Linked DNA regions of Mus musculus: regions 1 and 3 are each linked to region 2. A link is a contact called in public HiChIP or PLAC-seq data. All regions are on one chromosome and are shown on one strand. Each heading gives the region's core, a stretch centred on a gene start, on an enhancer-like site or on the middle of the called end of the contact. The rest is flanking DNA. Distances are from core to core; before and after follow the strand shown.

What was found. HiChIP or PLAC-seq counts read pairs in DNA pulled down with a chosen protein or histone mark.
Region 1: a contact with region 2 is called in an H3K27ac HiChIP or PLAC-seq map of T-cell acute lymphoblastic leukemia, with 4 times the contacts expected there. The contact joins two enhancer-like sites. A contact is called at or near these places in 3 of 39 promoter capture datasets (the HPC-7 cell line, cranial neural crest and frontonasal cranial neural crest), 1 of 484 Hi-C or Micro-C datasets (bone marrow-derived macrophages), 3 of 115 datasets of contacts at active chromatin or transcription factors (T-cell acute lymphoblastic leukemia and embryonic stem cells) and 3 of 9 other capture datasets (adipose tissue, embryonic stem cells and liver).
Region 3: an H3K27ac HiChIP or PLAC-seq map of embryonic stem cells shows a contact between it and region 2, with 4 times the contacts expected there. The contact joins two enhancer-like sites. A contact is called at or near these places in 2 of 15 datasets of contacts at CTCF or cohesin (large pre-B cells and stem cell-derived epiblast-like cells), 5 of 484 Hi-C or Micro-C datasets (the HPC-7 cell line, bone marrow-derived macrophages, cardiomyocytes and 1 more), 5 of 115 datasets of contacts at active chromatin or transcription factors (T-cell acute lymphoblastic leukemia, astrocytes and embryonic stem cells) and 2 of 9 other capture datasets (embryonic stem cells and pancreatic islet).

The regions. Positions count from the first base shown.
Region 1 is chr1:37,166,791-37,170,119 of GRCm38.p6, forward strand. All of the region lies in intron 22 of Vwa3b (von Willebrand factor A domain containing 3B), which reads left to right. Among named protein-coding and RNA genes, the nearest start is that of Gm37020, 18 kb to the left of the region's middle. Within about 2 kb of position 1,326, at least 4 of the 459 cell types and tissues checked have an H3K27ac peak or open chromatin away from gene starts, as enhancers often do. A contact at or near this core is called in T-cell acute lymphoblastic leukemia, where this site is marked.
Region 2 is chr1:36,829,797-36,832,785 of GRCm38.p6, forward strand. The region is part of intron 11 of Tmem131 (transmembrane protein 131); the gene reads right to left. Among named protein-coding and RNA genes, the nearest start is that of Zap70, 69 kb to the left of the region's middle. Within about 2 kb of position 1,400, at least 82 of the 459 cell types and tissues checked have an H3K27ac peak or open chromatin away from gene starts, as enhancers often do. A contact at or near this core is called in T-cell acute lymphoblastic leukemia and embryonic stem cells, where this site is marked.
Region 3 is chr1:37,128,662-37,131,882 of GRCm38.p6, forward strand. Vwa3b (von Willebrand factor A domain containing 3B) reads left to right here. Exons shown (of 28, transcript NM_001370828.1): 14 at 223-399. Among named protein-coding and RNA genes, the nearest start is that of Gm37020, 20 kb to the right of the region's middle. Within about 2 kb of position 1,545, at least 11 of the 459 cell types and tissues checked have an H3K27ac peak or open chromatin away from gene starts, as enhancers often do. A contact at or near this core is called in embryonic stem cells, where this site is marked.

The DNA of each region.
Region 1 (3,329 bases), core at 76-2,575, 340 kb after region 2:
ATCAAACAAAAGTCCGAGAGCCATTCTGAGACAACTGGCCTTCAGAATTTCTGTCAGTTAGTTTCAGCATCTGTCAAATGAGGCGAGTTTGCCTGGTTTTAACTCCACATATATATGTGTGTGTGTGTGTGTGTGTGTGTGTGTGTGTGTGTGTGTGTGTGTGTGTGTGTGTATATATATATATATATATATATATATATATATATATATATATATAAAATTCTTGTGAGATTGTTTTAATTCCATTTTTATCAATGCCAACTAATCTGACCTCATAGTCTACTAGTAGGGCCAAGATCCCAGTAAAAAAAACTTTGGTGGAAACAAAGCTCAAGGAAGCAAAGGCCAGGTTACAGTCCTTTTAAGAACCTACAGTGAACGAAATATCCATCATCCACGCAAGTCATTTCAACCTCTTCATACATATGCATAGTCTCATTTCAAATTCTCTTAGCAAAGGGCAATGACTTGGAACAATGGCTAGAAGTTAGAGAAGAAGACGCTTTCAACTCCTAAGACCCCCCCTCCCAGAGTTTACTGATGTGTAGCAGTAACAACAGTCCTTCCCATGGGATCTATGAAGAATGGCCACGTGTGTTCCGAAGGCCGTGGTCACTCTGCTTGGCCCACGATCGAGTTGGAGACCCAAGGCTTTTCCATGCTCTGTGCTGAAGCCAGTTACCACTCTCTATAGCTATCCCTTTGGCTCTTGAACTTGGGACAGCATCATGGTTTTCCTGAAGGTAACATAAGGAGATGGGCTATAACACTGTGTACAGGGAGCCTGGGCTTGTTTTCACCCCCAGGCTTCCATCCCTGGCTGGCTGCAGAGGAGATGTAAGACCTTAACCATTATGCTTCCCAGTCTGGTAAGCATCCTGCAGATTCTGTGCTCCAGTGTCTAATGATTCCCCCTGCGATCCATAATCCACCAGCTTTCTGACATCCCCAGAGGTAGATGCTTGGCTCACTGACCACGAAAGGAAAGAAGAAACCTTAAGACTAAAATTCCTGAAACCTCACTTTACCAGAACCACTATGTTATCAGGATCACACATTTTAAACTCTATACTCCCCCAAGGTTGAGCTGTGAGGGGCCTCAGAAAATTTTCTCTGACTTTCCGTAGGCTCCATGGGAGCCCGGTCTAGGAAAGCTCAAATGTACTGTTTTCAGCATCTCCCTAAGAAACGCAGGCTTTTCCCACAGCAAAGCCTCCAGAATCCACAACTAGAAAGATCCAAGGCACTCTTTATCCCCGTGGCCTTGACCACCTTGGATGATCTGGAGGCATGAAATCTCTTTCCAGTTGTGGGAACCTGTCATCGGCAGCCCTGACAAAGCCTTGGGGATTTGCCCACACAGCTGGCTGCATGTGTGTGCTTCTCATGGGCATGGCAAATGAGGAATCCGGAGTCCGTGGACTTTACATGAATGATGGATTTGGATTTGGTGTGCTGCTTTATGAAAGGCTTTGCAGACAGGGGAGAGGTGTGAGTGAGGTTGGGTAAGGTGCAACTGAGAGAGCGTGTGACTCTGAGGACCTTGTGCTAGGCTGTGACTTGGGCACTATGCATAAGAGGAATGCTGGGTAGGGAGACCTGGAAGAAAAACCTCTTTGAACTGTATAAAGTGAAGTCAGTATAGCTGAACCAGTTGTCATTCATGCATTATAGCCCATTTTGTCTGTGGTTTTTAGATTCCCTCTTGTAGAGAGTAAGAGAGATCACTTAGCCCTGCTAGTGAGCCTTTCTCGTGCCACAGTGAAAACATCAGCCTGTTTTGCTGACATCTGGATCTGGTGGGAAGCCCATCTTCTAGCACTATGAGTATTCTCTGATAGTGTAAGGCCTCCTCATGTGAAGATGGGGGAGTCACAAGTCATGGCTATGCATTGACAACATTGTCATCGGAGAAAGAGCAACAGGTGCAAACCAGCCACCTTATCCCCAGACAGCAGTGCCTTAATGTGAGCTAAGTTCTGCAACATGGATAGGTGTGAAGGCCTCAGTGGGCCAAATTCTCAGACAGACTGGCAGGTGGAAAGGAGGGTGAGAGAGGAGAGGAGAGAGGAAACTCAGCCACCACCTCAATGCACCACAGCAGCTAGAGTTCTCAGCATAGGGCGCTGCCCAGGAACTCCAGTCACATCAGGGGACATCAAAGGAAGGAGGAAGTCGTATAAATGCATGCACACGCACACACACACACACACACACTCAAACACCCCACAAATAACAAAAAAATTCTCTGACTGGTTGGTAACTTGTTCCAGCATGAGCTCTCACCTCCAGTGATCCCCAAGGTGGCAGAAGCCACACCCACGTTGTTCCTTTACTGTCTAAAGGCGTCCCTCCTCACTGGAGGGTTCTCACTGGATAGATCCCAGCATTCTCTGGCTTCCAAGGTGCTCTTTGTGCCTAGGCACAGATGCTGCCCAAGCACCAAAAGCAGGTTTGGGGGTGGTTGTTGCCCACTGGAGGGGGAGAACTGAGTATGGAGAACTTAACTGACACAGCCCAGATAGGATGCAATCCCATTTAGCCAGTCCACAGAGAGAAGCATTAATAAATGGGCTATAGCGGCAGGAAGGTAGTCAAGAGTCAGTCACCAGGAACCACTGGGACACACAGCAGCAGCAGCAAGGGGTGGTGGAAGATGGAAACCAAGAGCAAGGAAGGGCAAAAACCCAATGCTCTGATTTTTCCCTCTGTCCTCAGCCAGTGCCTTCTGTGGTCAGCTGTTCCAGAACCTGTGAGGAAAACAGGGTCTAGTCCATGGTGGGGAGCAGTGTCTGGCTGTACAGAGCAGGCCCCTCAGAGAAGAAAAACAGAGAATGGATTTGGGGCTGAGTGAGTAGAGGCAGTACCCAGAGGTGTCGATGTGTTGAGGACTTTTCCTAAAGACTCAGAGTTTATTTGTACACCATAATGTTGTGTGAGAAACGTGTATTAGACAGGAAACTGGTGTTGGTGGCCACGTGCCAGGCAGTGAGATCGAAGGGGCACCAGTAACACCCACATGACAGATCCCCGGGCGTCAGTGACTTTCAGTATTGAATATCTCAGACATTTTGTTTGTTTGTTTGTTTTTTTCTTTTCATGATAGCCTTTGATGTTGCTAAGAGCACTGGGCTGGGAGCTCTGGGCTGGGAGCATTGGGCTTGGAGGCCTTGCCTTCAGTGATTAAGTTAAGTCTCCTTCCGACCCCAGAGCTTCCCCTGGCATCTGGGAAGGGTTGAGGGGCCATCTGCTTTAGCTTCCATCCCTGCAACATCTCCCTAAGCATCATAATAGCGATTCACAAAGTGAAGACCTTGCATGTCTTTAGG
Region 2 (2,989 bases), core at 150-2,649:
TCACAAGAACACTGTATGAAATGCAGTGATGGCAAAGTATGAGATGACTAAGTATGACACCTCAGGACGAACTCACACATGGGAAACCTAAAGGTCTCCTTCTCTACATGAAAGCCTACTTTCTAAGATAAGAGGACAAGAAGATATCTCAAGACTCATCCATCTTGAAGAAAGCCACACACAAAGGTGCCCTGAAACTGTGTCCTAGTAGGAAGAGTGAGCACACCTCAGGGCACTGTGACCCCATGTGGCCTCTGCAGTGTTTCTCCCCAGCTTGGCAGGGTAAGCACGGTCCACTGTCAAAGGGTAAGGCTGCACTCTAGTGAGCACTAGGGACTGAGGCTCACTACAGAGGCACTGAACTTGGAAGTGAGGCTCGGATGCTTACAACTTAGGAAATCAGGTCTATCTACACAAACTTAAAGTTAAGACAAACAAACAAATAAACAAACACCCCACTAAATGGTGTATTTTTAGTATATATTTAAATTGAACACTTTATAAGGTTTATTTTTTTAAATTATCCTCAATGATACAAATCATTTTAACTGAAAGAATTCAAAGATATCAATTCTATCCGCACTGTTCTAATAAAGAGAGCCTCGGGCTGGTGAGATGGCTCAGTGGGTAAGAGCACCCGACTGTTCTTCCGAAGGTCAGGAGTTCAAATCCCAGCAACCACATGGTGGCTCACAACCATCCATAACGAGATCTGACTCCCTCTTCTGGAGTGTCTGAGGACAGCTACAGGGTACTTACATATAATAAATAAATAAATAAATAAATAAATAAATAAATAAATAAATAAGCAAATCTAAAAAAAAAAAAAAGAAAGAAAGCCTCAGAGTATAACGCAATGTTTCAACAGTCGGGTACCGAGAGGACTGAAGCCAGGCTCCTGACTCGGTACAGGGCCACTTGTCTGACATCCTGGTATACAAATTGCACAGTAACCTTAATTCTAAGTATCAAATCATTGGGGCTGTGTGAACTTGACATCAAAGCCCACTTATCCCCCCCCCTCCCCCCAGGACAATCCTCCACCTGTGAAGCTCATGCCTGCTTCACGGCCGGCAGGGCACTAGATTCCTCCCCAGTCGAGGCTGATCCTTATAAAGGAGAACTCTTCCCAGTCTGAGCATCAAATGTGAGTCCCTTGAAGCCACAACAGAAGTGAGAAGAATATGAAAAAGGACACTGGCCTGCAGCCTGGTGCTTGCTATGGCAGGGACTTAAGAAGATTAGAGTAACTCCAGGGCCTGCCAGGGCAGCTCACTCTCCCACGCACTGCCATTAGCCCTGGGGGCTAGCAAGACCTCACAGGCTGGGGCACCCTAAGGACTGCTCCCTCCCTCCCGCAGAAGCACTGCTGGAATCCTTGCACCTCTGCTCTCCCAGCATGAGCTTCTCATCTGCTTCACTGTGCGCTGAAGACTGGGCTGGGAACCAGAAGATCTGCTCACAGCAATTCCTTACTTATCAATAAGCTTACTGTTAGTAGCAACCGTCTAAAACACAGACCTCTCCATCCCCTCAAGCATATGTAAGCATTTTGAGAGTAAACAAAGAACAGCTAGAACTGTGAGCTAAGCTGCAAATGGAAGGAAGTTTCTTTTGCTTTTATTGCACGATTTTACCACCCGAGCAAGGGAAGCCACGGAGCACACGTGGCAGGCAGGCAGGCAGCAGGAGTGCAGCTGGAGCCCCAGCTGCTCGTGGCCACACTCAGGCTCACTTCCCCACCTGTGAGAATTTCTCTAGGGTATGATCTGTCTGCGGAGCTAGAGAGCTGGCCTTGTGAGCTGAGGCCTCAGAGGGCTTTCCTTCACTGTCTACCTTGTGAGACAGCAACAATGGAAGCACGGCCATGTCCAGACATGCTCCCTTGCTGCAGCGGTTCCTGAGGGGCCACACCGTAGCATGCTCTCTGTGGTAGCAGCCTTGCAAAACCGTACCAGAAAGAACAAGTCATGTTTTTTTGCTGAGATACAGTTGTTATAAGCAGGAAGATCTTAAAATACATGTTGAAAAAAAATGATTCTTTCACTTCAAATGCAATACTTTAAGCATTGCCAAATGAGAGAGAGAATTTACATTCAGAGTTATCACTGCAAAACATACTGCACTAATAGTGAACAAATGTAAAGTTGGTGAGCCACTTTACACAAGGAGTCTGAACTGTGCACTCTTAAAAATAAACCTGAATCATCAGGTAAAACTCATTTGTCTAAGGAAATAACAAATAAATAAATAACAAACAAAAATCACAATAAAATACTTAAAGTTCATTCAGGTAACTTAAGATGAAAAAATTATTCAAAATCATTGCCTTGTAATGAACTTATTTATACTAGCCACTTTAGTACTAGTTACTAACTACTGCTAATTCAAAGATGACTTAAGAAATGGGAAAGCAGGGCTGGAGAGATGGCTCAGTGGTTAAGAGCACTGACTGATGATCTTCCAGAGGTTCTGAGTTCAATTCCCAGCAACCACCTGGAGGATCAAAACATCTGTAATGGGATCTGATGCTTGCATCTATTCTTAATACATGTTTAGTCTTTTCTCATGATATTCAGGTCAAACTAGCACTCAGTAATTATGTCAGGTGTGGTGTGCATGCCTATAATCCCAGTACCTAGGAAGCTGAGGTAGATCTCTGTGAGTTCAGAGCCACGTGTGAGACCTTGGTTTTTTGTCTTTTTTTAAAAAAAAGATTCCAAGACATATTGAGCAGTCAGAGCATGCCAACAAGCGAGGGGAAACCGGCTAGTACATAGCAACTGGATATTTTGTGTATACATTCACTAGAGCAAATGTCAAGCTGATACAAATGGCTCCCACTCATCAACTACCAAGGAAGCTCATGCAAGCCTCCCTTTGAAGATATCTGAGGCACATGGGTGTCATGATATCAGGAAGGCTGTTTTCTCAGTTACATGACAGACAGGAGGGCCTGAATGTGGGCCTTCTGTGCATGGTCAGGGGA
Region 3 (3,221 bases), core at 295-2,794, 300 kb after region 2:
GAGCAACTCCTATCTCAGAATTTGACCACCTGTGGAAAATACTAAGAATTTATTTTTTTACACTATATCATTTGTCTTTCTCTTTTACCCTTTCCAAAAACATGTTGTATTACTGCTTTTGTGCATAGGTGTTTGTCTGCATGTATGTCTGTTTGCCACATGCATGCCTGATACGTATGGGGGCCAGAAGAGGGCTTCAAATTCTCCTTGTTATCTTTTCAGCCACCAGAAATGGTGATGGACCACGTCAAACTCTTTCAGAACATCCCCATCTGTGCCATCTCCTTCAGTTACAACGATGAGGTTGCGAACGAGTTCTTGAAGGAGCTTGCTGCCTTGACCGGAGGCGAGTTCCGAGCTTATAACTTTGGCTGCAAGGATCCCATTCAGGATACTCAGGTGGGAACTTGGCACACTGAGGAAATGGTTCACTCATTCATTCATTCGTTCGTGCATTCATTCATTAGAGTGTTACGAGTCTCAAAGATCAGCTCCTGAGCTGGGAGAACTGCAGCCATACACAAAACTAAGCAAAGCAGCTGGTGCAGTAATGATGCCCCAAGGTTGGTCCAAATGTGGCCTGAGGATCTCAGAACTTGTGACAATGTGAGCCTGGATCAAGGTCACAGGTACAAGCCAGGAACTCCTATCATGGCTAATGGCCCAAGGATCTTAGTAAGTTTTGTTGTGATCTTCTTCATTTTCCTCTTCCACCTCCTCCTCAGTTGTTGCTTTTGTGTGTAGGTGTTTGTTTGCGTGTATGTCTACGTGCAATATGCTTGTGCCTATGGGGGTCAGAAGAGTGCCTCAAATGCCTTGGAGTTACAGATGGTTAGCACCACAGGGCTGTTAAGAATAGACCCTGGTGCAAGGCAGAGGCAGGCAGATTTCTAAGTTCGAGGCCAGCCTGGTCTACAAAGTGAGTTCCAGGACAGCCAGGGCTACACAGAGAAACCCTGTCTTGAAACAAAAACAAAAACAAAAACAAAAACAACAAACAAAACAAAGCAAGAATAGAACCTGGGTCCTTTGCAAGAACAGCCAGCGCTCTTTAACCACTGGGCCATGTCTCCAGACCACACGTATACTGGCCTTTAACTAGCTACCTCTTAACTTCTCAAGGAATGCAACTATGTGACCATCTGATAAAATAATTCACACTGATGGGGAAAGGGGACAGAGTAACTGAAAGTATTCCCTGACCCTCTAGCCCTGGCCTGAGGATGTGATTTCAATGTTTGCCAGGTTTTTAAGGCTCCTGCTTGAGGTTCAGTTAAGGCGTGGAGACATCTGTATAGTTTAAAGGCATTGGGATTTTAATTTTTATTTATTTATTTTTTTTGCTGACTCAGTCTCTCAGCTAGTGTCCAATTCTCCGCCATTTCATCTCTCCACATGGTTCCTCAGAGCCGGACTCCAGCTCTGCTCAACTCCAGCCGAGCCTCCATTCTTCTTCCTCCTGTTTCCCTCAGCATCTCTGCCTGCCTGGAAGTCCTGCAGTACTTCCTGCCTCAGCTCCAGCTTCCAGCTGTTTATTATTCTAAAAGCCACACCCCTTACTCTGGGGTAGGCTGAGGAAGGTCACCTTCCCTTAGGGCAGCTTGGCTTCCTTGTAAAGGCAGGTGAGGAAGTGAATATTACACACCCCCTTAACCAGGCATTGCAGCTTCAAAGAACAATTGAAAACCCAAGGACAGAACATGCAACATTTGTGGGTCATCAACTCAGGGAGCTCTTCTGTAGGAAACCGTGCTTACTGCTCATTCTCCTCCGTTTTTTTTTTTTTTTTTTTTTTTTGGTTTTTCGAGACAGGGTTTCTCTGTATAGCCTTGACTGTCCTGGAACTCACTCCGTAGACCAGGCTGGCCTCGAACTCAGAAATCTGCCTGTCTCTGCCTCCCAAGTGCTGGGATTAAAGGCATGCGCCACCACTGCCCGGCCGTCATTCTCCTTCTTGTATGTAGAGACCTAGAACTGTTATCAGGACAAATCAGAGATATGAACAACTCTTGGTCTGAGGAGACTACCCTCTGAGAACCGAACCAGACAAAAGGACCTCAGGGGACTGTGCTCTGAGATCACCCTATACTAATGACAACAACCTGGTGGGGAAAGAGCTGCAGACCCTGTTGGAACAGTTGCAGGAGTTCCCATGCACAGCAAACCTGCCGACTTTTAGACAGAGGTTCAAAACAATTCCAAGAGGGAAAGACCACCTTTTCAACAAATAATTGGAACAACTGACAGTCCTCAGGCAAAACCCCAGTCTAAGTGCTGATCTTCACACACAGAGAGCACGCATGCGCAAAGTAAATCACAGGCTCCAATATATAAATTATAACAAATTATATAATATTTGTTTCCCTGTCAGCTACTCAGAGGATGAAATACAATGAAATAAACCCTGGCTTATTTTATATTATGTACTTTCTAATGTATTATCACAGTAACAGAAAGTAAACTAGAATAGCTAGCCTGGGAACTTTAATGAGACCCTGTCATAAACTTAAAGTGGGGCTGGGATATATAAGTTGGTGGTAGAGTAGTGGCCTAGCATGTAGAGTACCCAGGGTTCAAACCCCAGGGCTATAAAAACAAACAAAAAGTGTCCATCTAGAAAACCTGGGAAACACATCAGACATTCCACTGAGGAGGCCCAACAGAAGTGGGAAAGAAGCCAGGCCAGGAGGCCAGATGCCACCAGCACAGGCCAGGAGGCCAGATCCCACCAGCACAGGCCAGGAGGCCAGATCCCACCAGCACAGGCCAGGAGGCCAGATCCCACCAACACAGGCCAGGAGGCCAGATCCCACCAGCACAGGCCAGGAGGCCAGATCCCACCAGCACAGGCTAGAAGGCCAGATGCCACCAGCACAGCCCAGGAGGCTGGATCCCACCAGCACAGGCCAAGAGGCCAGATGCCACCAGCACAGCCCAGAAGGCCAGATGCTACCAGCCTTAGAGGAATACTACCTAAGCTACAGCACATGTCACTCCATGTCTGTCAGAATGGCGGAGAAAACTACATGCTGGCAGGTTGGGGAGAAACAGGGTCACTAACACATTGTTGGCTGGAGGATAAAATACAAGCCACATTGGAAAGCAGTCCGGTGGTTTCCATCAAAGCCAATGTTTAATTGCTGTAAGACCTGGTCCTTGGTGTAGCGGGCATGCATTTCAGAGAATGAAAGCTTGGATTCATATAAAGTATAGGGAGCTCT